Linked DNA regions of Gossypium hirsutum: regions 1, 2 and 4 are each linked to region 3. A link is a contact called in public Hi-C data. All regions are on one chromosome and are shown on one strand. The core of a region is the stretch at or near the end of the contact, and the rest is flanking DNA. Distances in the headings are between cores, read along the strand shown.

Region 1 (7,014 bases), core at 1,747-4,246, 380 kb before region 3:
TAGTATTTGGTAATGTGTTTTCTCTATAAATGTATTATTTTTCTTAATGAAAAATTGAGCTAAATGAGCTGAAGCCATAGCTCCCTTGCTGCACATTTGTGAGCAAGTAAAAATACTGCCTTGTTCTGTCCTGTATTTCTTCCTCTGCTCTGCTCTTCCCTAAAAAATCCCCAACAATAGATAAAAGCTTGAACTTTAAGCATTTTTCCTTCATATTTTACCCGGGTATAATACGTTGCTGCTGGTATTCTGTTTGAAATTCTTACTTTACCCGGTTAAAGTGTGTTGAAACTCCAACAATTGGTATCAGAGCCTTAGTCTTAAGGGCCATTGATGTTTGCTTCCGCTGCTTGTTAAAAAAAAGTTGTCAAAGCATGTCATCAAGGACTGCTTGAAAAGAAGACAACATCAGCTCAACCTTAAAAGACTCCCAAACAAGCTTGAATAAGCTGAAGGAGGAGTTTTAAAGGAAAAAATGTGAGCTTTCCAATGTGCAAGCTGCAAGCTCAGCAAAAATGTGCAAGTTGCAAGCTCAGCAAGATGTCAAAGCTGCAAGCTTAGCGAGAAGTGATAGTTGCGAGCCTGTTGAAGACACCTGCTGAAGACAGTATGTAAAGATGCGAATCTGTCAAAGGTGCGAGCTCAACAACATGTGGAAGCAAGAAGAAGCAGGACTGTAATTAGCAAGGGAACAAGGCAAGATGTGTTTGAATGGTGATACCAACCAAGGCAGTGAAGGAGGAGAAGACTCCATTTGATGAGTAAATGTTTGGCACAAAAGACTGGGATAGTCAAGTGTGCAAGTCAGATTTGCTATGAAGGAGGAGAAGGCTCCATTTGATCAACGAATATTTAGGCACAAAAGACTGGGATTGTCAAGTGTGTCAGTGAGTTTCTGTTGATAATGAGGCCAAGGTTGAAGATAAGTTGAGAATGAAGTTCTTGTGCAGGGTCAGCTTGAAAGAAAGCATCTAAGGACTGCCAAGTTCAAAAACTTGATGAATGAATGACATTTGCAGCATGGAGTCCAAGCAGGAGTGTTGGAAATTGGCCATCCATGCTACTGTTATGTTTTTGTTGAGTGCATACGGCTTGTATGCATGCTGCATGCTGCAGCAACATGTTGTCTGTTGTAGTTGCAATTTAGTTTAGTTTGGTTAAAAATGAACTAGTTGTTGATGTTTTTGATAGGTTTAGGTGATGATTGAGCTGATAATTCTGCTTATTGATGTGTACAAGTAATGCTTAGCAAGTCCCTAGGCTACTAAGTGGGAGTAGGTAGTATTTGGTAATGTGTTTTCTCTATAAATGTATTATTTTTCTTAATGAAAAATTGAGCTAAATGAGCTGAAGCCATAGCTCCCTTGCTGCACATTTGTGAGCAAGTAAAAATACTGCCTTGTTCTGTCCTGTATTTCTTCCTCTGCTCTGCTCTTTCCTAAAAAATCCCCAACAATAGATAAAAGCTTGAACTTCAAGCATTTTTCCTTCATATTTTACCCGGGTATAATACGTTGCTGCTGGTATTCTGTTTGAAATTCTTACTTTACCCGGTTAAAGTGTGTTGAAACTCCAACATTTATGCATGTAGTTGCAGCATTTATTATTTATTTATATAAGCTCCGTCCGATTTGCGTGTGTCTATCATATATGAATAGAGGAGGTTTAGTATAAAGGACGTGAAAAGGCAGATGGCAGATGGCAGATGGCAGATGGCAGATGGCGGAGGCGTAGAGCGTAGGTTGAAAGCCAAAGGAACTAGTCCAGCCAGCCAGCCAACCAACTGAAACCCATAGTGGCTTGCTGCCAACTCACTCCACCTATAAAATTTCGCTTCATTTGCTGAGCAATTCCTATCCTAATCCGCGTAATATCAGCGTGTCATTTAAATAATAAAAGTCAATCCCTGTAATGATTTTATTGCCATTTTGAGTGTTTGTGATCAGCTCCTTAACATGGAAGGCATCAGCCTTTCATACCCATTTTTACCATATCCATATTTATATATCAATTAAGGTTTACACCAAAAAATCTTAACGCCAGAGTTTATGGAATTTTCTTCAAACCAAAGAATAATTTACAAATTATATGTTAAATATCCATATAGGAAACTATATTTTTTAATTCCTTTTCCTATTTTATTCATTTCTTTATTACACTCCATCTGTTAATAACTCATTTCACAAACTTTATCTAAGCCACTATTTTAGAGGAATCAGAATTGCAATTTTTTAACGATTAACTTATAATTTTTAAAGCAATTTTACTATTTGAGGACCTCAGTTTCCAATGCTGCCTTTTACAAGATGTACTCTCAATATACATAATACCATTCTTTCTTTCTTTCCTTTAATTAGATGAGCATGAAATGAAAAATTGACAACCACATATGGCTGGAGGCCCTCTACCTCTACCATTGACTAATTGAAGATATATTAATTATTTGCTTAAAATATGCTGTATTTCGTCTAAGTTTGAGATTTAGCAATCAAGTTTTCTTTTTTTTCTATTTAGAAATTTTAGTCTAATCAGTAATATTATCAGTATTTTCTGTTAAAATTTATCAATTTTACACATTAATTAAATTATTTTTATATAATGTGAGATATGATTAACAAAAAATAAATATATTAAATTAATAAATTTTAATAAAAACTATCATCAACAATAATAGTTTAACTAAGATTTTTAAATCAAAAAAAAATAAAAATTTTAATTTTTAAGTATAAGGATTAAATCTGAATTTTTTAAAATATAAAAACTAATAGCATATTTTAAAAGAAATGAGAAATTGGAATTTTCTTATTTTTCCGTGATTATTATGGCATTAAAAGGTGATAGAATGTAGAATGTTGATCATTTCCAGGTGGGGATAATTACGAAGTTAGAATCACTTTCCATAACGTTCATTCTTCATCAAAAGGTTAAAAAACTAATGCATCACTTTATTAAAGATTTTGGGGTTCATCAATGTTACATTTAAAAGAGGAGGTAAAGAACAAGCTTTTACTCTATCAAACCCAACAGTCAATCACACAAACCACCACGAAACAAAGCTCAAAGATAGAGACAGACAGACTGACAGCTATAAAAACTTGTAGGCTGTAGCTCAACGGTTAAATCTGTACCCACAACCCAAATCTCTCTCCATTTCTACTAATCGAAATAGATATAAATTTGAGTTTGATCCCAGTTTCCTTTGAAAAAGAAAACCCCACAGAAGAAAAAAAGGTACAAATTTTATTCATTAAACTTGAAAAAGAACCAAGTTTTTGTATTGGAGGATGGCAAGTGGGGATCTAGAGCGAGGAGGAAGGAATGGGAAGAACAGAGCAAATAGCTATCACCAATCATCATCTCCTTTCTATGTAGAAAACACTGATAAGCAATGGACTTCATGGCTTGTTCCAATGTTCGTGGTGGCTAATGTTGCTGTTTTTTTTGTGGTGATGTATATCAATGATTGCCCTAACAACAATCTGGGATTTGAAGGCAGCTGCGTGGCTAAGTTCCTTGGCAAGCTTTCTTTTCAGCCTTTGAAAGAAAATCCTCTCTTTGGTCCTTCTTCTCATACGTAAGCCGCATCTACTCCCATCTCTAAATCTGATGGTTTTAAACCCGCTTCGAATTGGGTTAGAATGGAACTTGAGGCTCCTTGGATTTTTATATGATGTGTATCTTTCCTGTTCTTTTTCAGTCTATAGCAAGATTTTAATTAGGTCATGCCATTGGCAATAATTGTAGCTCTTTCTAACTTTCTAATTTTTGTTCTTATTCAGATTGGACAAATTGGGAGCACTAAATTGGAGCAAGGTAGCGCATGGCAAGCAAGGATGGAGGCTCATCACTTGCATCTGGCTACATGCTGGCGTTATTCATCTTCTTGCTAACATGTTGAGCTTGGTCTTCATTGGAATTCGCCTTGAACAGCAATTTGGATTCCGTATTCTATCTGTCCTTTTCTTAGTGCTTGATTAATGATTATTTGATTCATTACTTGCTGAATGAAGAATTTGATCATCTTGCTGTTATAGCTTATATATGTGTTTTTCCCCTGACAGTGCGTATTGGGCTTATCTATCTATTGTCCGGCTTTGGAGGGAGTATACTATCATCTCTTTTCATTCAGGATAATATTTCTGTTGGTGCATCTGGTGCTTTATTCGGCCTTCTGGGAGCAATGTTATCGGAGCTTCTGACTAACTGGACTATCTACACAAATAAGGTATGTCATCTGCCCTTTGTATATATACGCTTTGAAAGCAAAAATGTTTACATGTTGCATTCTATTGGAAAATAGTAATTGCTTTGATGTTTGTTGCATAATTGTTAACTGTGAGTTTGTTGACGTATGTGTGTAGGCTGCTGCTCTGATCACACTTGTGGTCATTATTGCCATTAACTTAGCAGTAGGGATTCTTCCTCACGTCGATAACTTCGCACATATCGGTGGCTTCTTGACCGGCTTTCTCCTTGGGTTTGTTTTGCTGCTTCGTCCCCAATTCGGGTGGGTTCAACGTCAGCATGTTCCTGCTGGTGCACCTGTTAAATCTAAGCACAGGGCATACCAATATGTTTTCTGGGTGATTGCAGTGGTCTTGGTTATAGTTGGGTAAGTATCTAAATCCTGCATTTTAATTTAGCTTTCGTCCTTCTGTTGACTGGAAAGATTGATATGTTGTATAATTTATGGATGGGATGCAGATTCACAGTCGGATTGGTGATGCTGTTTAGAGGAGAAAATGGAAATGACCATTGCAGCTGGTGCCATTACCTGAGCTGTGTTCCTACATCAAGTTGGCACTGTGGAAAATAATAATGAAACCATTACCATTACTACTATTAACCCCCGTCTTCATCTTCTCTCACTCAATTCTTTCACTATTTTTATTCGTTTATTAATTTCTTCCGGTTGATATTTGTCTATGTATATGCTTAGAGATTATATTTGAATATTAGTAAATTCGTTGTTCTTATATGGATGCAATTCTATACATCATATATGTTGTCATTGAATGCAGGTTTACTTAGAAAGTAGAGATAAATCTTTGACGTATTTTCAGACCTTTTTTTCTTCCAAAGTCACCTATAGAAATGGCAGTGCTCTGCTCTGATCCACCTATAGAGAAATACATTGGCACTGAGTGATTGGAATCTTATATCAAGGTGATAGGACATTGACCCCCTTCTCTGCTCCCTGATAAACACATTTTAATGAAATTTGTACTGTTTTTTTTTTTTTTGACTTTTCACTGCCCTGACTGAGACTTTGGGTCACCTCGTTGCCCCCTGATTCTTCAGTACATAAACCTTTTCTAGCCTGAGCCAGTAAAACTCTTGGCTGCTTCGTAAATTCCATAGGTTTTTCTTTTAACCTGCATGCCAAAACCTACCCACTAGACTGGATACCACCAAAAGTCGGGATTATTTTCTAAAGTTTGCCAATAAAGATTGCCAAATGTAGTTTACATGCCTTTAGAATTCTGCCAGCATGCAAAACTTATATAAAGGGTCACAAGCAGGAATGAATAACTTTAATCACATCTACAAAAGAAGGATTAAAGAAATGGGACAAAGGGACAATTATGACTAAACCCTATTTCATCTTTGTTTTTCATAAGGTTACTCCTTGTAAAGCACATTTTGAATACATGATCTTTGAAACTTGATTGGAAGTCACATGCACTAAAACACAATGAGAGAGTTAGGTCAAGAGTCATCAACATAAGTCCTACCTACGCATGAAAACATGAACATAAAGCAAAAGGGAACACAGCAAACCCTTATTTAGTAATATCTATATCCAACAGGCATTCCTAGCCTGTCCAAACGACCTGAACCTGGATAAGCCTTGTTTGCAAAGTTTGCGTGCAAGGCAGACTTCAGTGTACATGATTTCAATTCTCCGAAGCCGTGAATGGAATACCTCTTTGTCGAACTGGATCTGTCATGCTGGGGTCTTTGTTTGGGACCACTCAGAGACCTTACCTTAGCCCTTGAAGATTCAGTGAAAGCCATGTAATTTGGGTGGTCCGAGTAACCGCTTAAATAGCTTCTTGACCCATCACTCTTGGCAGGAGTAAAGGGGCTTCTCATAGAACTACCCCCTTTTGATGATGCCGAATGGAAATCTGGACTATTATCAGCAGTACAGAAAGGACTTTCCTCGACCTCATGAGGGAACTTCAATAAATTTAAGGACTGAACTTCAGACAAAGGAGTAGGAGCTGTTTGATGTGAGTCTCTAGAATTTGTGAAGCTACAACCATATAGATCAGAATTCAATGCAAGGTGTGTAGAGTGAAACAGGTTTCGGCGTTTGGAGGTGAAACGGGGTTTCCCAATATCAACCTCAAGAATTTTGTCATTCTTTTTTCATCATCCGTATGACCAATTCTTGTCGAATGCCCTCGTTGATCCCATGATTGATCATCAATCCAGTGGTCGGACGTATACCAACCTGGGTGCATTTGCTCATAATTATCACGAGTCCTTCCACTCAACCTTGAGCCATTTCTCTGAAATTGTTGGAATAAGTTAGTTAAGCATGCATAGTCAATGCCAAATAAGTAAATAGTACTACAAAGTTTCCTTAAAGAAACTCCGAACTTATATTATCCGATTATTTATTTATTAAATACTCATGTTCGAAATCTGTATCCTACATATTCAGACTTAAGTAAAAAAAATATCGTACTCCAAATCTACAGAAAACTTCAAAAGGATTGAATTTGCGTTTGTTAGACACAACCGTACCCAACACTCACCTAAGTCCAACAACAGAGCTTCAAATAGATATGAAAAGCATACCTTCAGCATTGATGATTGTTCGTATTTTGTACTCTTCGGTTGAACGGCATGTTCAAAATTTTCAGGGGTTGGTGGACCCTGTACATTAATAGAGAGATTCCAGAGTCACCAACAATTACAAAATACACAAAAGTTTATATCAATCTAATAAGCACAAGGAGAAATCTATGTAACAAATCCAACCATCTCAATCCCAAAAAATGA
Region 2 (6,968 bases), core at 2,346-4,845, 360 kb before region 3:
ACCAAATTCAATCTATCTAGCAAACTAAGTGATTTGTAACTGACATGGCCTAACCTCTTATGCCATAAACTAGCTGAGTCAGTAGCACTAGTAAGGACTTCTTCTCTAGCTGATTTACATCCAGCATGAAACACCTATCAGTCATAGGCATTGTAACCAGTATTTGACCAAATGAATCCTTAACGACAAATGATTTATTCTTGAAAACCAGTGAATAACCCTTCTCAATTAGCTTACCAACACTAAGCAGGTTTTAATCTATGTCAGGCACATAAAGTACATCAGAAATAACTTTGTTACCTGAATGTGTGCTGATCACTGCATCTCCTTTGCTTCTGGCCTCAATAAGCTTGCCATTTCCAAATCTAACTTTGAAAGTAAACCTTCTGTCAAGATTCTTGAACAGCCTTTCATCTGAAGCTATATGGTGAGAATAACCACTGTCAACTAACTAGTTCTTGCTAATTTTGCTTGAGGTTGCATAACAAGATGCAGAGAAAACATGCTCCTCTTGAGCTTGAACATCCTCAGCAGCTTGAGCTTCGTTTTACTGCTGAGTTTGAGCCTTTCCTTTGGTCTTACACACATTCTCAACATGACCAAACTGTTTTCATTTCCTGCACTAGACATCTGGCCTATACCAGCAAAACTTCTCCAAATGTGTGGTCTTCTTGCAGTGAATGCATGGTGGAAAACTCTTCTTACCAACATCTCTATTTGATTTCTTCCTTTTTATTGAGCCAAGGTTTCTTCCCTTTTTGACTTGAACCTGAGCCTTCTTTGATCTTTGCTTGAAAAGCTCTTTCAAGATGCTCTTCCTGCCTATTGGCCCTCCTTTACTCAAGTGCATACAAGGAATTTACCAACTCAGATAGTGAGATGGCTGATAAATCCCTCGAGTCCTCCAATGAAGATATCTTTGACTCAAATTTTTCAAGGAGAGTTGTAATGACCTTTTTAACAACTCTGCTCTCACTAAAATCATCACCAAGGAGCCTAATGTTGTTGACCATGACCATTATCCTATCAGAATACTGCTTGATAGTCTCTGAGTCTTTCATTTTCAAGTTCTTAAAGTCTCTCCTAAAGTTGATCAGTTGCTGTTGTCTTGTTTTGTCTGACCTCATAAACTCCTCTTTTAGCTTCTCCCATGCTTGTTTTGGTGAGTCACAAGGCATTATCCTAGTAAAAATCACATTGGATACTCCATTTTATAGGTAAGCATAGCCTTATGCTTCTTGGCACAATCTTCACTATGTTGCTTTATCTGTGCAATGGTGGGATTGGCCCTCAATGGAGGTGGTTCAACATCATTTTCTACAATATTCCACAAGTCGTGTGCTTGAAGATATGTCTTTATCTTTACTACCCAGATGTGGTAGTTTTCTCCAGCAAACACAGGTGGTGGTGGTGGTGGTGGTGGTGTAAAGTCATCCTTATAGCAAACAAACAGACCAACAAAAAATAGCTTCTGCTTTTTTTTTCTTTAAGTTTTCTCCACAAAGAAAGATACCAACAACAGAGGCCCTCAAAGATGACATGCTCTTGATACCATTTGTTGGTTTTTTACATAGGAATAAAAACAAAACCAAGTAATCCGGATGAAATATGAAGCTCTGTCTGAAAATAGAGCAACAAAGTAATAAACCTGGATAAAGTATGAAAGAAGCTTAAACTTCAAAGACTTGAGAATTGCAAGAGAGAAAAACTAAAACAGAAGCAAAAACAAATTGTTGAGGAAGAAAATGAATTTTTCTTACTTTTCATTTCATCCACCAAAAGTATATATGTTACAATAAAATTGACAGTTACCTAACATAACTGCTCCCATAAATGCTTGTCAAAAGCTTAGCTAAAATTACAAACAAAATATAGCTGACATACCAGCTATCACTTTCAAATCTTGACCAAATACTACTAACTTAAACGTTAAATTACAAAGCAACCGAATCAAGTTACAAATAAACAAAATGATTCTGCTTCATTTGGTTCAGCTCCAATGTTGGTTTGCATGCTAGTCTGATGTTGCATTGCAGGCCAAAGCTTAACACTATCTTTAAGGTTATATTCGTCCTCACCTATCTTTGATGTGCAAAAGAGTTTCAAGCAAATTAACCTCAAGAATACAATGAAGCCGATGACAAATTGCGTTTTGCAATGACGAGAATAATCCACTAAGCACTGAGTAATATATAACAAGAAACTCAATTTTTATAAATGATTTCTGTAGTAATACTTTATAGAATAAAAATCTAATAATAAATGAAGAAAAGAAAGAATATCAGAATTTGTTAGTATGGTTTCCAAATGAAATTTCATTCCTATTTATAGGAATTCTCATATTTTTTCATAGAGACATCTTTTAATAGGTGTCTTTTCAGAATAATAATGTCTTTTAAAAATGCACATAATTATTCATTTAATATTATAACTATTCAAATAATATTGTTTGAATAGTTATAATTCTTTTTCAAAAATCAGATGATATAACTTTTGACCAATGACTAAAAGATTTATCTTTTGATTAATTAGAGGTTAGAAGATATAAGGTTGTTGTTGCTTCGTGCAAATGAGGAGAGTGTAACTATGAATTGTGTGTTTCAACTGCAAAAGACACTTTATGATCGAGACGGGGGCGCATTGAAGGACTTTTTGGGACTTATTCGTAGCACAAACCCTACAGTAGTCACCATGGCAAAGCAAGAAGCTGAGCATAATGTCCTCAGCTTAGAAGCAAGAGTTACCAATTCATTGAGATACTACTCAGCCATATTCGACTCAATTGATTATAGCTTCCGTTGCATAGTCCGGTTAGGATCAAAATAGAAGAGATGTTTGCAGGGGAAATCAGAAATATAATTACTTGTGAACGAGGTAACAGGTTTGAAAGGCATGGGAGTTTTGAGAAGTGGAGGAAGTTGATGGAGCAAGGTGGGTTCAAGTGCATGGGGATTAATGAGACGGGGGACTTCTACAGAGTCAAATGTTGCTGAAAACGTACTCTTGTGAGAATTACACTAAGTTGGTTTAATCAGCCACTTTATTCGGTCTCGGATTGGACACCAATCGATGTGGCAGGCAGCTCTCAACCTCATTTTCTAAGCCAAGTTGATTGCTTTGTCATACATACCATCTCTTTTGAATTTGATTCCATTCCCTTCATACAAAAAGGGCTAGAATTCTTAGTAGGTAGAGAAATCTGGCATTATATGTTTCGTTCTTTTTTGCAGATAAGATTTGGTTTGTGGTGGTTGAACCCATTTATACAAAAACAGTAGCTTAATATCGGACTCAGTTGTTTTCCAAGGCAGATTAGGTTTTAGAGTCTGTAGTGTTGGAGTTTTATTCTTTGATTCTTTATGTATCATGAAATTCATTATAGCAAGCATATCAGAATCATGAGCAACGTAGTTGGTATCTTATCATGATATACATATATATATATATAAAGTGATTTTGTTGATTTGAGTTAATGGAATCTTTGCATGAGGAAAATCTGCTGACATTAAAACCCCGATAATCAATTCATGGTCCACTAATGTCTTAATCAAATGATTCAGTCTTTGATAAACTTGATACCCACTTTATCAACTTGTGTGATGTCCTCCATTGTCTTACTTCTCAGCATCTTCCCCTTTTGGCTATACTATTAGAATAATAGAGACAAACAAAACAATCTTTTTGATGTTTATTATTACTATTATTATTTATCAAAACCTTCAAACGCTATCACATTATCTTTTATTTTTAAGCTGCACATGAAAGCCGCTAATATCTTTTTCAATTTATTAATTGCGATGATATTTTCTTACAATTTGGGCCACTAAAAATTTTCACTTAAAATGTTGTCTTTTCAAATTATTTTTCTTCTTATCATCCATCAATCATTGGACAATTGCACGTGACATATTGTAATTTGTATTAATTTTCTGAAAAAAAATAAATATTTGTGTTTATGTTGATTATTAATGTATTAAATATTAATCGAATTATTATTTTATATAATTGAAGATATTATTAAAGGGTTTTTAACTTCTTCGAAAGACTGAATGTATATATAATGGTAAGTAGAGATATTTTTCATTACATTATTTATATAATTAATTGGAGAAAACTCAAATGGCACACCTTTTTGTCAAAATCGAGTTCTCAAAATTACAAGATACGTGTGAAACACGCAACTCATTTACGACACATATTGTTCATGCCCATGTTCTCAAGCTTTTTACGTCGTTTAAAAATCAGAAAGTCAATATGCCATTGTCTTGTCTCGGGGATTGCCACTTTATAACATTTTCCTTGGTTAAGGGCAATTGCTATGAGAATGGGCATCACTAGCCTTGTTTTGCTAACCACAACCTCGCCCACAAGCAGCACCTCGCCAACTATGGTCTTCCCTAACACATGCATGCTAGACATTTGGAGTGCCTCCAACCTAACTTGTCGAAGCTAGGTGTTGAGTCTCCTCCTCGCATGAAGCATGTGTACATCCCACATGAAGCTTCATCGAGTCCACATTAGTCTAATTGCAGTTAGTTCATTGAATCCACTAATCCCATCACCGCCTGACTAATAAGGTTATCGTGTTCCCTAAGGGGTCGTCCACGATAAAACTAGTATGGGCATATGTCGAGGCCTTGGGGCAAAGGTGGCAATTAACCTCACTTATAGATACCCTTTCTTGACCTCAAGAAAGATCTTCTTTAACCTCTTCCCCTGATGCTAGTATTTGCTCAATTTCTCTCGTAAACAGAACCTTGTTTATCATTTCTTCCCCAACAAATATATTATATTAATATCAAGTTGTATTATATTTTAGTTATTTTATGAAATCATATAATTGTAGTATCTAATAGAATGTATCATCGTAGATCAGGGGAATAAAATAGCTAGTAATTTAAGTCTAGGCTTGGTATAAATTGGACTCAATTACAGCAAAGTAATCAGTTTCATTTCACTCCAACTTCAAAAACTACTTTGACGACAGAACATATATCTATATATATAGCAAATCTGGAGCTTTTTTTATATAAGCTTGTTTACGTATCTAACAACAACTCAATTCGATATTTGTATGAAAAGAAGTGAATTGAGTAGTTTGATACGCCACTCTAAATGGACATGTTACCGTACAGCAAAAGAGATAGAAATAGACAAAGAAGGTGCAAGCCGGGTATGGAGTACATGAAGCTAAGATTTTGCCGCTAATGTCAGCGTCAAAGTTTGAGCTAACATCCACCTCTAAATTATTTTATTTCCATTGTCTTCTTTCTCAGAAACTATCATATGTATATAGGTAGCAGCTGTCATTCTCAATAGGCTTCTTGATAAAATCAAAGCAGACAATGTTGAACAAACCTCTCCTTCTCCTGGGATTGGATATATATATCTTTTCTGTCAGAGAATTTTTCTGGGATTAGATGAATTGATAAGATATATGTTTTAAAGCTGGCAAAGGAAGGAAAAATCCAACAATGATTTGATCTAACTGACATTAAAATATTTCTAAAAATATGCGTCAAGCTGTACTAATTACTGTAAATTTATAACAAAAAATCAAAGCAAAGTTCTATCTGCACCCAGAATGGTAGCTAGCATTAATCTATTTCTAGGATCCTTTTAAGCTGCAGGTTTAGCAAACACTAAAAGCAGCATTCAACAGTGCTTCCGAAAGGCGATACTATTATTTTAAAAGTTTTGATTGAATGGAAATTAGTTTTAACTGGATTTCGCCTTCATTATGAAATTACTAAAATGTTAATATTTTCAACTAAAGTTACTTAGATGGCATTTAAAAAATCGATATAACAATAAATTTAGTCCTTAACTTTTATATATTATATCAATTTAGTCACAATTTTAAAAAATTAACACTCAAAATTTACAAATATTCCCAATTTAATCTTAATTCTAAAAAAATTAAAGAAATATATAAAAATATATAAATATTTTCAAAAATAATAATAATAAATTTTAAAAATATATAAAAAAAATATTTTCAAAATAATATAATAGATTTAAATTTAAATTATTAGTTTGTGATTCACAGGCCAAAATATTAAATTTTGATTTCATATTATGTGAGGCAAACCTGGCCAAATCAATGAAATCTAAATAGTTAGAGGGGTCAGAGTTTAATAGAATTAAGTGAAAAAATTTCGAGTTGACGAGTCTTATTATATCATCCTAACTTGATTTGAAAATTTTTGAATCGAGTCGAGTGAAATGAAATTTAAGTTGAGTCGAATCAAGTAAATTTGTTCAAGTTAAACTAAAAAATTAAACATGTCAAATTAAAATCTTGTTATAGTATAACTAATTTCATGTTATAACACATAAATTTGAAACCATATACATTTAAAAGCTTATCAAAGCAAAATAAGAAAAAAAAATTCTTTAGTGTTATAAACTTGAATCATTAATTATTTTATTTAGGTCCTCAAAATTATTATTTTATAAAATTTTAAATTATTTTATAAAATTTTAAATTTTCTTTATATATTCTTTAAAAATTTTAAAATTTATATATATGTTTTTTAAAATATAAATTTTAGAATTTTATAAATATTTTGAATTTTAAAAATTATTTTGAAGTTTTTTTGTACTTTTTGTTGAGGGAGACCAATTTGCTAATTTTTAAAATTGTCAGGGACCAAATGAATATTTACACCGATTTGTTATTTGAATTATTTAAATTGTAAAATTAAACTTATCTCAAACTCAACTTATTCGAGTTGACTGAAAAATCAAATAACTTGATTCAATTAACTCAAAATTTGAATTTATTTTTAATTTTATTTTTAAATTGGATCGAGTTTTGCTCACCCTTAGACCAAACCATCCCATTGATCGTTGGGTGAATCCATTAAAACTTGTTAGTGATGTTGGATGCAACAATATTCATTACTTCATTTGTATCTAGGGGTGTTCAATCAGTTAACCAACCAATTAACCGACCCTTTTAAACC
Region 3 (6,918 bases), core at 2,289-4,788:
AGAGATGAAAAAATAAGGTACTCACGGTTTATTTATTTAGGACAAATGATTTAATTATTAATTACTAGTAATTAAATTTTTCATGAAATAATAAATAATGATTACCATGAGGTGAAATAAAATCATATTTGTTGAACGGATTTAACCCAAATAGATTAAGAATATACTATAAAGGTAACACATATGACAAGATCATTGAAAGAACCTAAATAATATTGTAATTAATAAACAAAGTGTCGAAACTTAATTACCAACTATTTGGATCTTAATTATATATGTTCAATCAGTCTTCGCTAACTCGGTACAACCCTTAATGGTTTGCATTTGAATCAATTTAGAAAATAGATCGAATGTATCACTCTCGCAATGAATGTGTTTCTCGCTATAAGCAAGAGATGACTTAAAGATTAAATTAATTTCTTCAGATTATTATTCAATTTATTGTAATTAAATAATTAAATTTCAGAGTAAAAATTAAATTAATTAATCATCATAGTTTTATAGAAGAAGACAATTAAATTTATTTACTCATAGATTTTAGTACGGTTAAGTCTTCATAATTTTAACGAAATTAGAATTGAGTTAATAAAATAATTTAATTGAGTGAATTATTTAAATTTATTTTAATTAATTAAATAAATAATATTTTAAGAAATATAAAATTATATTAATTGATTAAAGGTTTAGATAACATATATAATTATACTTAACACATTAGACAAGCCCAACTGACCCATCTAACATGTAATGGGCAGCAACCTTAGGTGTGCCGCCCACTTGCCTATAGTTTTAGTAGGAGTATGTATTTTCTATTAAAATAATAGTATTTGCTTTTGTTTAATTATGACTCGTGGTTTTTCTCTATAAATAAAGACTATAGGCTAGGTCAAATAAAACAACACAAAGTATTATTATTTTGTCAAATATTATTGAGATTTATGCCATAAATAAATTCTATTTTTGAGAGAGTTTTCTTTTGATTTTTAGTTTATAAAGAGATTTGTTTTTTTCCACTAGAAAATCAATAAAGTTTTCATTATTTTTATTGGTTCAAGAATTTAGAGCCCACACTTTAAGTAAATCGAGAGTTTGAGAATAACGGACAAAATTATGTTGCTAGAAAGTTGAGACATGCATATTCCAAAACATAGAAACGAATTTGATAAATGGTTTATTACTATAAATAACATAGCGGCTAAGTTTTTGAAAAATTTTAAATCTTCCGCTATGTAACAAAATCGTTTTGTAAACTAAATTTTTCCACCATCTCCCATTTACATTAGAGATGGCGAGCATACTATTGCTGAGTACATAGATTTCTTTTTGGTTGATCAATCATCTACTTATAATGCTATTTTCGGTGTAGGCCGATTGTTGCAAAGTTAAGAAATAATTCTTTGATCCATTAAAAAACAACTCAACTTAGAAATATCTAGATCACATCAAAAAATGCATTCCAAATTTGCTTATGTTTTAAACTTAAAAAATAGCAGATTTGGTAAATTTAATTTTATAATTTTCACCCATCCATGATGTATATTACTCTTGAACCCTCTTGAGTTCATATCATGCAGGGCTTGGTTGTGAAATAGATGCATCACAAGCCGATGTGGAAGAAAAGGAACAAAAACGGCCCCTACAGATGTAGAAGCTAAGGCGGCAAAAATTACCAAATTTGAATTGGGATATCTTGGGGTTTAGATACAAGATAGAAGTGTTAGCTGCAAGAGAACCAAGTGGGGCAGTTGGCTTTGGCTACGAAGTGTTCTCCGTTGGGTGCTCATTGAATTAGAAATAGGTGCAGAGGTTGAGGTAAGGGTTTGTTTCTATGGTTGTGTTTATATCTTCTTGTTTGAAACTTCTAACAAACAATGCCAAAATGTTTGTTTCTTCTAGAGATGAAGGAGGATTGCAAGAATTGAATATTGAATTACGAGTTTGTCTTGAACGAGTTAACTAAAAAAGTATTGGAATAGTTACTTTGATTGCTCTTTGACAATTAAATTAGTTATGGAAAATTACAAAATTAAATGTGCCTCTTACATCTAAAACTCAACTCAGATAAATCATTTTTTTGTAACTAATTCATAGCCAAAGACTCTCTTCTCATTAGCTCATGTTTTTGTCCTCATCAATGGCCTAGTATGAATAGAGCAAGGATAGCAGCTGGCTAGGCTTTGTATATCTTAGACCATTAGCCTCGTCTAATTATTTAGAAGTCACTTTTTATTATTAAGGGTAAATTACACTATTAATCATTAAACTATAGGTAAATTTTTATTTTAGTCACTAAATTATTAGGAAATTTTTATTTAAATCGTCAAATTATTTAGAAGTTTTCATTTAAGTCATTAGAATATTTTTTTTTTAAAAAAAAAGCTTCACCAGCAAGCTTCAAGCGACGGTTTGACAATTAGAATGGTGGATCAATACCCTTCGAGGAGGAAAAACAAAATACCTTAGATCTAACTCGATATGATGGTCAATATTGGAGATTGAAGAAAAGAAACTATTTGAATTTTGGTTTGTAAATTTGTGATGTCTAAAATTATTTCATAAAAAAACTTAACTATAGAAGAGAAGGAGAAAAAGAACTTCCGATTGGTGTAGGCAATATGAACAAAGAAAGCTATATAACATCAATTTTAACATCCCAGTGACTTAAATGAAAACTTTCAAATAGTTCAGTGACCAAATTGTAACTTTTTTTAGTTAAGTAACTAAAACGAAAACTTACCCATAAATTAGTAAGTAATGATACAATCTGCCCTATTATTAATTAGTATAAGACTATTATTTGATGAAACCTAAAAGTACTAGGTACCGAAATTAACTTAACTCAGATTAAAACTTAAAAAAGAAAAAATGAACCAAATAATAAACAACCATTCAGTACCTAATATTAGCCTTAGTGCAACATAGTGACTCATAAATCATCACTTAAGTCTTTATTATTATGGGACTTGGACTAAAAAGAACTCCTAATAATTCAATTCCATTTACTACTGAACTGCCCCAACCTAATTTTTTTAATTGTGAGGTATCAAGAGATGTGCTGAAGCCCATAGCCCATCACTACTTAGGGGGAGGGTGGATCATCATCTTTTATAAGGTGATAACTATAAATTTTTATACTCCTAAGATTAATTTCTCAATTGAAACAACAATAATCATCAAAAGAATATACACTCAATTTCAATATCTCATATATGTTTTTAAGCATGACTATTTTTTTAAGAAAGAGATGTTAAGTTTCAAAACATTTTCAAACTCAACCCTGACATACTAAATGTTGTAAAATTTAAAAATAGTATAGGATCTAAGTTTTTCAAATCTTAAACAAATATATTTTGAAAAATAATTATAATATACAAAACCATTTTTGTTTAGGTAAAAAATGAGAATCAAACTACTATTTTATCATAAAATTTGTTGCAAAGACAAACACACGTGACAAAGCACGTGAAGACTTTCCTCCAGTATCGCTGCATGCATGGAAGATAGCACATCATTTTCAGATTTTTTTCAGAGGTCAACTACTGGTCTCTCAAACTCTTCTTTCATCTTTCCCCTTCACTGTAATAACAAAATTATAAATAAATAAACTTTTACATGCATTTAATTCACCAATTCAAAAAACCCATTAAAATATTGAAACTTAAGATTCAAAAACTGAAAGCATCGACAAGAACAAGAGGAAGAAGGAGATGAAGCAGCAGTGCAGCATCATCCTAGCTTCTCTCTCACCTTTCAAAATCTTCACCCTAGAGATCTTTACAACCTTTAAAATCTTTCCTCTATAAATCCCTCTCTCTCTGTAATTTTTCCATTTCTGCGTTCCTCTGTTGTACTAAAAGCTGCTTATGTTCTGATCATTCTGAGTCTATTTTAAATGCCCTCTTATCTTCTTCAAGTTTTCATCATCATATCATATCCAACATTGCTTACAGCTGTAAGTAACAATTAACGTATTACATAACCCTTTTTTGTTTAAAACCCTGCAACCTTTTTCTCCCATCAATATGGCTTTGATCGGTGTTCCCGCTGATCATATTAAGCTTAGGAAAACGCTTTCGTTCGAGAAGAAACCTTTGATGCTCAAAGATTTCCTCCTAAGAGACGATCTGAGTTCCTGCTCTTCTAGTGGTTTCAAATCGTTTCCACGTCAACGTTGCTGCACCACCGTCAGGTTTCTTCTCGAGGCCGAGTTGAAGAAATCCAAAGATAATTACTCAAGCACCACTAAACGGCTTCTTTTCAGAAGCCGTTCGAAACCAGGTGCCGCCACCATTTCAGCTCTGCAAAGAGCTTCAGAAGTTGTTCTTAACGCCGTCAAGCTACTCCCTTTTCCTTCCGTCAAGTCATCATCTTCATCGTTGTCGATGAAAAGAAACAGTTCCAGGAAAGTGCATTTTACCAGGAATTTTTCAAGGAAGCTCTTGAAAAGAAGCTTTTGGAGAAAAGCTGACAAGGAAGATCATCAGGGTGAGATCAGACGCTGCAAGTTGTTCCGTGAATTTCTTGAAGAGAAAAATGAACCGTCCGATCAGAATACGACTACCAACGTCAGTACCACCGACACATCCTCCTACTCCTCAACAACCATTACTGCCAGTAGGGTCTCCTCCAACACAAGCAGTAACAGCTGGGCAGAAAGTGAATTTACTGCGGATGTTTTACAGACTTGGAGCAGTAATTCAGAGAGGTCGAGCCAAAACGACATCGTTGAGGCTGAAACAAGTTTACCCCAGAAGGAAGAAGTCAGCAATACAGTGGGTGAGGATTCCATCAACTTCACAAAGGTAAATTGGTAGGAGATGAATTGATTTGAATTCAATATTTTGCGTGTTCAAATTTTAATTAAAATTAATTTTATCCTTTGTCTGTTGCTGGCGTTATCTGATTGTTTGATGTCTTTTAATCACCACATATATTTTTGGAATGATGAATTAGGTAAGGGATGTGAAGGGGATTTTGAGATTTAGTGAGGGTAGGATTGGGGAAGGGCAGAAACAGCTGGAAGTGGGATCGCAATCGCATGGATTCCTTTACTTTCCCACGCGTGGAATATTTATCGGGAAGTGATAGGGTACATCTCGAAGCTTTGGAATTAAATTCCCAAGGAGCAACCCGAGGCCTTAGATCCCCCTACACGGCGTAGAAACCCGAAACGAATATGAAATAGTACATGAGATGAGATGTACCCTATTCTGCTATATATGCTTATGTTAAAAAGTATGAAAAGGAGTAAGATAATATGTTTTCAACTAATTCTATTACAAATTATGTTTTAGGAATAATAAAGATGGTAGTTGTTGGTTGGTGCTTTTAATTTAAATATTTAATTGAGTTTGGAATTAGGTTAGTTATGAATCTCCATCGTAGGCAGCTGATTTGGTATGGTATATGGGTCCTATTTTCATTTAAGAAATCAATATTAAATATCTTTGAATTATTTTTTATTGTTGCCAATGCATAATATTAAGCAATATGGTCCCTTTACTGTTGTGTTATTAGTTAGCTTTATGAAGTTCCAAACATTATTATAATGGGTGGGCAGATGTCGAGTTAGTGAGTTGACTTAATCCAAATGTAACTTGTCTTTAAAACATTTTACTTGTTCCTAGATTTTTGTCTGTTTTGAATTCAACATGCCAACAATAAAAGCATGCACTGTTTATAATTTTTGGACCACCGGATCTTCTGTCACTAGCTAGTCCTGAAACAAACTCAACCTTACGGTTCTTCTCATCTCGTTCTTGGTTTAAGCAGTTTCTAAAACGAAAGACAAAACATATTATATTAGTTAATAGTATAGTTTCTTCTACAATTTTACGTATTAGGTTTGTGATAAATTTAATTTTTATTTATTTTTTAAACTTAATTTTTTTTAAAATTTTTGAATTTGACCTTCAAATATTTATTTTCAAAAATGTTTTAACATATGGATAAGATATCAAATACAGACATCATTACCTCATTTGGTACCAAAACAATATGTGTAGCCTATCTTATATCATTTGATTTGGTGACCATGCGGAGATTAAAATGAAAATACAAGTTAGGATTTGAACCAAAATTTTAAAGGTGTGACTGCGTGTAGCTTAGTATTTTGATTGTGACTTCCCATCTCCAAACCAAAAATTTAGTAACTTAAGAATTCTATAAAACAACTGTAGGAAGGTAATTAAAGATTGAAGTTGGACAGGACTCCTTTGCTTGTTCCATTTATTGGTAGATTATACCTTTTTTTCTTCTTTTTTTTAGAGACGTTGTGTTCTCGTTGGATACTTCAACTTTATCAACTGATAGTTCAACCATCTGAGACAGGAACAGGATTGGCCAAACGAGGAAGGAAAGGAACAGTTTAGTCCAGTGTCTGTTCTAGATTGTCCCTTCCATGATGAAGAAGAAGATAATAGCTCTCCTTTCCAAGATGGCTTACCCCATGTGGAAGGTCCCTCTCTCTCTCCCTTTTAATTTTATCTTTATTTCTTACTCATATATCGTATGTCCCTTTGATTAACAAGTGGGGTTAAACAACAGGGACGAAACAAAAGCTCATGCCAAAGGTTCGAAGGTTTGAGAGCTTGGCTCAGCTGGAGCCAGTGGACTTGGAGAAACGAATTGCAATGGCAGAGCTTGAAGATGAATCATCACTCCTCCGCTCAGTCTCTGTCAACAACAATGGCATGTCTGAAGAGAAACTGCTTAAGTTACTGAAAGCGAAATTCCCATCAGAGATTTTCAAGTTTAGGGCTGATAATCTATTGTTAGATTTCTTTTGGGAGACATTCATTGTGGAAGATAAAGGCGAACGACATGACATGGGGTTTAAAGATTTTGGGGTCAAATCTTTGAAGGTGGTAGAAGATTGGGTTAATGGGAATTCTCAGGAATTTGTTTTAGGATGGGAGT
Region 4 (6,340 bases), core at 3,345-5,844, 300 kb before region 3:
GCTTTGGTTGAGTTTTTTTTATATAGTACTAGCCTTTGGTTTTGTTAGAAGAAACCTAAGTTGACATTACAAAGCCTGAACCCAACTAATTAGGAATTAAAGGATCAAGTTATTGAGGCTCATGATCCAACCCTACTTTTGCCTTTTCTTTAGCACCTTGCCTACCATTTTGCCTAGGTTATTACAGAGCCTATTAAATATATTTGCTGAGGATTGGTACCACTAACCGATGCAATGCATTGCAAATTATTATTTCTCCGATTAATCTCATTTTGAAAGTAAGTAATTAACGAAAATATTGAACCTTTTGCATTTAACACTTGATTCCCTTTTGTTCTTTACTTATCTTTTCACAAGTTTCACTTGGTCCAACATTCATGAACCAAAATTCTCAGTTTCAACCTTTTGATTAACCTCCTTCATCATCGGTTGTTAATTTTTTGATGACTTCAATTCACCCTCAATATTCAAATTAGTCACTAAAAGACACGTCTTTAACATGGTCATATCTACTATACTCAAAGCATACATTCGACAACCCTTCATTCTCCACCAATTGAATATTTCCAATTTTGATCTTGGAGATTAAAGGTGAACAAAGGTCCACACATATAACCATTCCCATTAGCTTCCCCCTTGTCGCGTTGTCTATGTTATAGTTAATTTTGATTACTCTACAAGTGTTACTTCTCACTGCCCAAAAAAAGACTCTTTTTATATATGGCTGGTAGGTGAATCCAAACAACAATATCATGAAGGCAAGCTTGCATAGTTGAAAACAAGATTGTCCATGGTTGAACAAATAGATAATACCCACAGATCAACCATGGTCCTTTAGAAAGCACCCTAGCTGAAAGTTCTCTTATCTGAAACTTTGCCAAATTTCAAGATTCGTGAGTTGAAAAGCTTGCATCAGCTTCCACAAGGCATGGATTCTATTATACAAGGAAGAAATCATCACCGACTTCAACATGTTTCATTCCATCAAATTATGGATTATGTATGAAAATCTTATGGTAAGTATACCATAGATAAGTTCCATCACAACATCACCTTCCAAGAAATCAAAATCCTACTCCTCTTTAATCCTATAAAATCCAAAGAAGCCAAAAGGTTGTCCCTAAAGGACACTGACACTTTTCAGCGGACCCCTCGCCGTGTCACTAATGTCAAGGGTATCATCCTCCCTTATCCAGACTTTGTTGTTGGATCTTTTGCCGCCATGAACATGAAGATTCTCATTAGCTGCCATTAATGTTGTGTTTTCTATTTTTATAGTATAAACAATTAAATACCATTTTGAACACAGATGTATAGTGGAGAGTAGAATGAAAAAGAAATAAGCATGCTTTAATCTACTACATTTCCGGTTATATTTACGATGAATGCTATGCTTAGTCTGTTTTGGCTTTGTTTAATTATTTTAAAACGAGTGGTGCAAATTCATTGAGCTGTTAAAACAATTTGCATCATCCCAACATTAAACTAATTATATATTTCTATCTAATCCTGCAACTTGCCAACTCGCTATCAGCCAAGTTTTGGAAGAAAATAATTCATCATTTTGGCCTTACTACTCTTCTTCTTCTTCTTTGCCTTATCCACATTGAGAGGCCATTTTGTTGACCAATTGGCACGTGTTTCCAAGGTGGCCATATCTCATTTTTTATGTGGTTGACATGTCCTCTGCTGACTCAGACACACATCAACGTGGCTTGTACTTTATTGCTGACAAGACACATTTTGGTTGGTCCATAATTTTTCTGATTAATTTAAATTTTAACTTATATGTGAAAGCCCAGACCACCTGCCTAATTTGAATGCCAATTAATATTTGGAGACTTAATATTAGATATTACTTTGAATATAAAACGATATGCAGTAAGAACGTATAAATGTCTTAATAAAAGTTATTAATATTACACAATTGCATATCTATAATCTGGAAGGAAATTTATATAAAAATTAAATAAAATGATAAATTTGAATGTTTAAAAATTTTAATGTCTTAACTTTACGTGTGAGATTTTATATAAAAAATAAAACTATACTCATAATAATATATTTTATTTTGTAAAAAGAATAATTTTTTAATCATTTCTCAACTTAGTTGATATATCTAATTAACTCGTAATATTAATTCAATTAAAAAAATTTAAATATAAAATAAGTTAAGAACAATTATAATATGGTAAAAAGTATATTGTAGATTTAAGAATAAAATTTTATTTATTTGGAGTAATAATTAAATTTTTTGTGTGACAATTAAATAGCATGATTCAAACCTCTTCTATCGTCAAACCCATTCAAGTCATGCGGTTGCTTTTTAATTTGTTTAATTAGGAATGACCTAAAAAGTAAAATTAAAAATAGTGGGTGCTTACCCAAGAAATAATAAAATTAATTGGAGAAAAAGTGCACAAATATAATTAATAATATGCTGACCCTAAGAAAAAGTGTATATGTATTAAAAATCTCTCAATAATTTAATCATTTTGTCATTAAAATTTTTATATTAAGAGGTGTATTGTGCTTTTATTTTTCTACTTAAAATAAACAATAAATTAAATTAAAATTAATTTTTCATTTTTACGGTTAAATGATTATGTGATTAATGATGTAAATAAGTAACACACCATACGTATTTTATGTTGATGTGACATATTCATATGACAGAAAATATTTAAAAAATTCTTAAATAAAGTTTTTTAATTAATATTTGAAAAATCATGTCTAGGATAAACTTGATTAAACGGTTATCTAAGTTCAAATATTATTGTCTATCATTTATCTAGATTTATTTTAAAAGCGGTTTTTCAAATAATTATAAAAATATAAAAATTATTTAAAAAAATATTTAAAATTACCGTAAACATTCGAGTTAAATATTTATTATTATGAATTATTTTAAGTATAAGAAAACTTGAAATGACAAATAACTAGAAAATAATATAAAATTTAATAGAAGTGAAATCTTTTAGTTTTAAGCAGCTATTTGCTTTGCATATTGTTCACTGCTAAGTGTATCAATTTGATAAAATATGTTATAAATTTGAATAAAAAATAATAAATATTTAAGGAAAAATGGTCAAAACATAAATACCATTCACTAAAAAAAAATAAAAATTTTATTATGTTAGATTTGTGGTTTTGAGAGAGTTATTTTAATTTTGATTATTAATGTTAAATTAAGATTAATTTTTAAATATTTTTATAGTTCTTAATAAATAATATTCTATTTCTTAATAATTTGTTAATAAATATTTGAAAGTTCATTTTAAGTATGGAAATAATTACTTAAATTTTATTTATTTTTAGAATTTTTTAATTTTTTAATATTTTTTTGGTACGGTATATGTCATTGTCCAGTTGCTTCATCAATCGTATCATCACTTAATGATAGAAATAAATGAAAATTTTAAAAGAAAAATCGTTGACTTTTTAATTTAATATATATAAGAACTAAATTATTTAATATTAAAAGACATGTATAACCAAAATAAATGGAGCATGGCATGATTTTATTGTTTTATGTTTGTCTATGATACGTATGGTGATTATAAGAAAGAGAAATTAGGTTTTAAGCACGCAATTTCTGATTTTTCAGAAATGTAGTCAGCTGTCAAATTAAGATATTTATTTTTTTGTATTAAAATTTAGATATTTTCTAATACTAATTTGGCAATCCAATTACTCACAAAAACAAAATCCTTTCTTTTGCCTTTCACCAACTTTCGGAGGTCAATTCCATGGTTTCATTTTTTTTTTTAACATCTTGTAGTTTTAAATATTGTTTTAGGTAAGTTAAAGCTTTTTCTTTAAGAATACCCATTTTGTGACTGCTTCTAAATTTTCTTGGCTTTCAGACCTCAATATTTATGGGTGTTTACCCTCTTCTAAAAAGAAATTATTTTGTGTAGGCTTAACAATTTTATCAAACATTAAAGAAGAAGCAACAAAGCTTTATTAATATCATATTTAAAATAGAATAAAAAATTTTATAAAATTTATTCAACATAATATAATATACATATACGTTAAAAAAAATCCATTTCCTTAAATATTACACGAGTCATAATTTTGGCATGACATGTTGTAAAAATAAAACAAAAAAATAATAATAATTGTCAGGTTAATGTTAAAAATTAATGGCCAACATTGTGTTGAAACATTTTATTAGTTGAAAATAAAAAATTTATTTGATTATTAACTAAAATAAAAGTTATTACTATTCAAAACTTATAATACTTGATTATTAATAAATAGTTATAATGAAATATAACAAAGAAAAATAGTGGGTTTAGTTTCGGAAAATAGAACCATTTTTAATTTTTTATTTTCAAAAATATTAAAAAATGAAAATAAAAATATTTTAGAAAAAAACAAAATAGAGCTGTTTTCATTGTGGTGCTATTATTACACATAATTTAGAATGCAATCAATAAACATGAACTGCCACAACAACTCTTTAAACCCCAAATTCCCATTGTTTAGTGTAAGAAAATCTTCTATATAATTGTTATCCATTATGTTCACCTCAGGATTTACAGACTCCAAAACCATGGAAACACTCGCAATACTTCTCTTACTCCCAACACAAAAGCTACTTAACTCTTGTTTAATTTTGTTACATCTTCTTTAACTCATCTTTCTTCCATCTTTTACCCTCCAAATTGAGGCTTTTTTTTTTCTCCGTAAACAAACAGACAAAACAGTAACCCCAAAAAAAAACAAAAAAAAAAGATGAAAAATCCTTAAAAACGAGTACGCGTCCTTCCTTTAAATACCAGCTTGTTCTCTGTTTGCCACCTCTCTCTTTCTTTGTTTCTCTCTTCTTTCTTCTTTTGTGATTTATCATCAATACTCTCTGCCTTTGGAAGTCTGTTTTTTTTTCAGTGCCCTGGGTTTTCTTTTTCTTTTCTCTTGATGGGTGCCAGTTTCTCTCTTTTGTTCACAGACCAAGATGGTTTATCATCTTCATCGTCACCCAGTTTGGGGGATTTACCAGAGAGCTGTGTGGCCTCGATTATTGGGTATTTGGATCCTCCACAAATATGCAAGTTGGCAAAGTTGAACAGAGCGTTTAGGGCTGCTTCTTGGGCTGATTTCGTTTGGGAATCGAAATTGCCACCGAATTATGAAACCCTTGTCGGTAAAGTTCTGAGCTTTGTGCCTGAGAAGTTGGGTAAAAGAGACATTTATACGAGACTCTGTAGAGTTAATACCTTTGATGGTGGCACCAAGGTATAATTTGTTTTTGTTATTATTTTTGTTTCGATAATGAGAAAAAAAATCTGGGATTTGAAATTTGGGTCTTGAAGCTTTCTGGGTATTTGTTTTTTGATCAAGTTTTCTTATAAAGATCCGAAATTTCACTCCTCTACTTTTCCACTCTGTTTTTTTGGGAGCTTGGTTTCCAGTTTTAATTTCTTTTAAACGTTGTATTAAGACAATAATCATTTGGAAATAGCAAATCTTGGTAAAAAACCTAGTTTAATATTGATGGAATGAGGATTTGGGCACCTTTTGCAGAAAATATGGCTGGATAAGAGCACAGGCGGTGTTTGTATGTCGATATCTTCAAAGGGTTTACAGATAACAGGGATTGATGATCGAAGATATTGGAATCATATTCCTACTGAAGAATCTAGGTAAGATACAAGCAAATCCTTTATCTTCTATGTTAAGGAGAATGGGAGGATTAGTAGTTTCTTATCATCAATTCTTTTTTAGATTGGCTGATCAAAATCAAGAGTTTTGGGGGCATATCTAGCCGAATTTATCCGAAGCATGTTTTTGTTTTGGGCTATTTTGTTGTTAAATATCTCCATTTTTAATGTATTCTTTTGATTTTATGTGCTGGAATAATCGTCTAAATTGCAACTTGGTCTCCTTGGATCCTTGCATGTTAAAAGCAAAATATCTTTGTGCTCACCGCTTTTGACTTCTTCCCTGGTTACTATGGTTTGATCAAGCAACTGTGTTTGACATTTAAATCTTTTTATATTAATCCGTGGGGACAAACACTTAGTAATATAAACCCACAGGTTTCTTGCACAACACCAGTTAGAATTCTAACCCAAGTTTTGAAACATGCGTTACATATAACTGATTGGAAACTGTAAGAAATTAACTCAAGTATTTGACTTTTGTACAGTGGCCCAATATAGCTCATCACACGCGGTCAGAAACAGTCTGATTTGGTTAGTGTACGTAATTAAAGAAAAGGATGTCAATATAATAACTTACAAGTTTCTGTATTATGGCTGAATATAAGACCAAGTTTAATGTTGCTGGTTGATATTCATACATATTTCCTACATATTTCCTCTTCTATATT

Evidence for each region. Hi-C and Micro-C count contacts between places; a contact is called where the count stands out from the background.
Region 1: a Hi-C map of leaf shows a contact between it and region 3, with 2.0 times the contacts expected there. The contact joins the promoter of LOC107927001 here to the promoter of LOC107926994 in region 3. A contact is called at or near these places in 8 of 34 Hi-C or Micro-C datasets (anther, callus, hypocotyl and 2 more).
Region 2: a Hi-C map of leaf shows a contact between it and region 3, with 1.5 times the contacts expected there. The contact joins the enhancer-like site here to the promoter of LOC107926994 in region 3. A contact is called at or near these places in 3 of 34 Hi-C or Micro-C datasets (anther and leaf).
Region 4: a Hi-C map of hypocotyl shows a contact between it and region 3, with 2.6 times the contacts expected there. The contact joins the promoter of LOC107926907 here to the promoter of LOC107926994 in region 3. A contact is called at or near these places in 8 of 34 Hi-C or Micro-C datasets (callus, hypocotyl, leaf and 2 more).

What each region holds. Positions count from the first base shown.
Region 1 is chrA08:117,831,033-117,838,046 of Gossypium_hirsutum_v2.1, reverse strand. LOC107927001 (RHOMBOID-like protein 3) reads left to right here and starts at 2,996. Exons shown (of 5, transcript XM_016857958.2): 1 at 2,996-3,574; 2 at 3,780-3,943; 3 at 4,062-4,225; 4 at 4,362-4,612; 5 at 4,705-4,976. The coding sequence starts at 3,285. The coding sequence ends at 4,816. It also overlaps the pseudogene LOC107927000.
Region 2 is chrA08:117,812,583-117,819,550 of Gossypium_hirsutum_v2.1, reverse strand. No RefSeq gene overlaps it. Among protein-coding and RNA genes, the nearest start is that of LOC107927001, 19 kb to the left of the region's middle. Within about 2 kb of position 3,595, at least 3 of the 9 cell types and tissues checked have an H3K27ac peak or open chromatin away from gene starts, as enhancers often do. A contact at or near this core is called in leaf, where this site is marked.
Region 3 is chrA08:117,453,299-117,460,216 of Gossypium_hirsutum_v2.1, reverse strand. LOC107926994 reads left to right here and starts at 3,538. Exons shown (of 3, transcript XM_016857950.2): 1 at 3,538-4,802; 2 at 6,331-6,457; 3 at 6,547-6,918. The coding sequence starts at 4,023.
Region 4 is chrA08:117,754,046-117,760,385 of Gossypium_hirsutum_v2.1, reverse strand. It overlaps LOC107926907 (F-box protein PP2-A12), which reads left to right and starts at 4,594. Exons shown (of 3, transcript XM_016857854.2): 1 at 4,594-5,244; 2 at 5,533-5,651. The coding sequence starts at 4,927.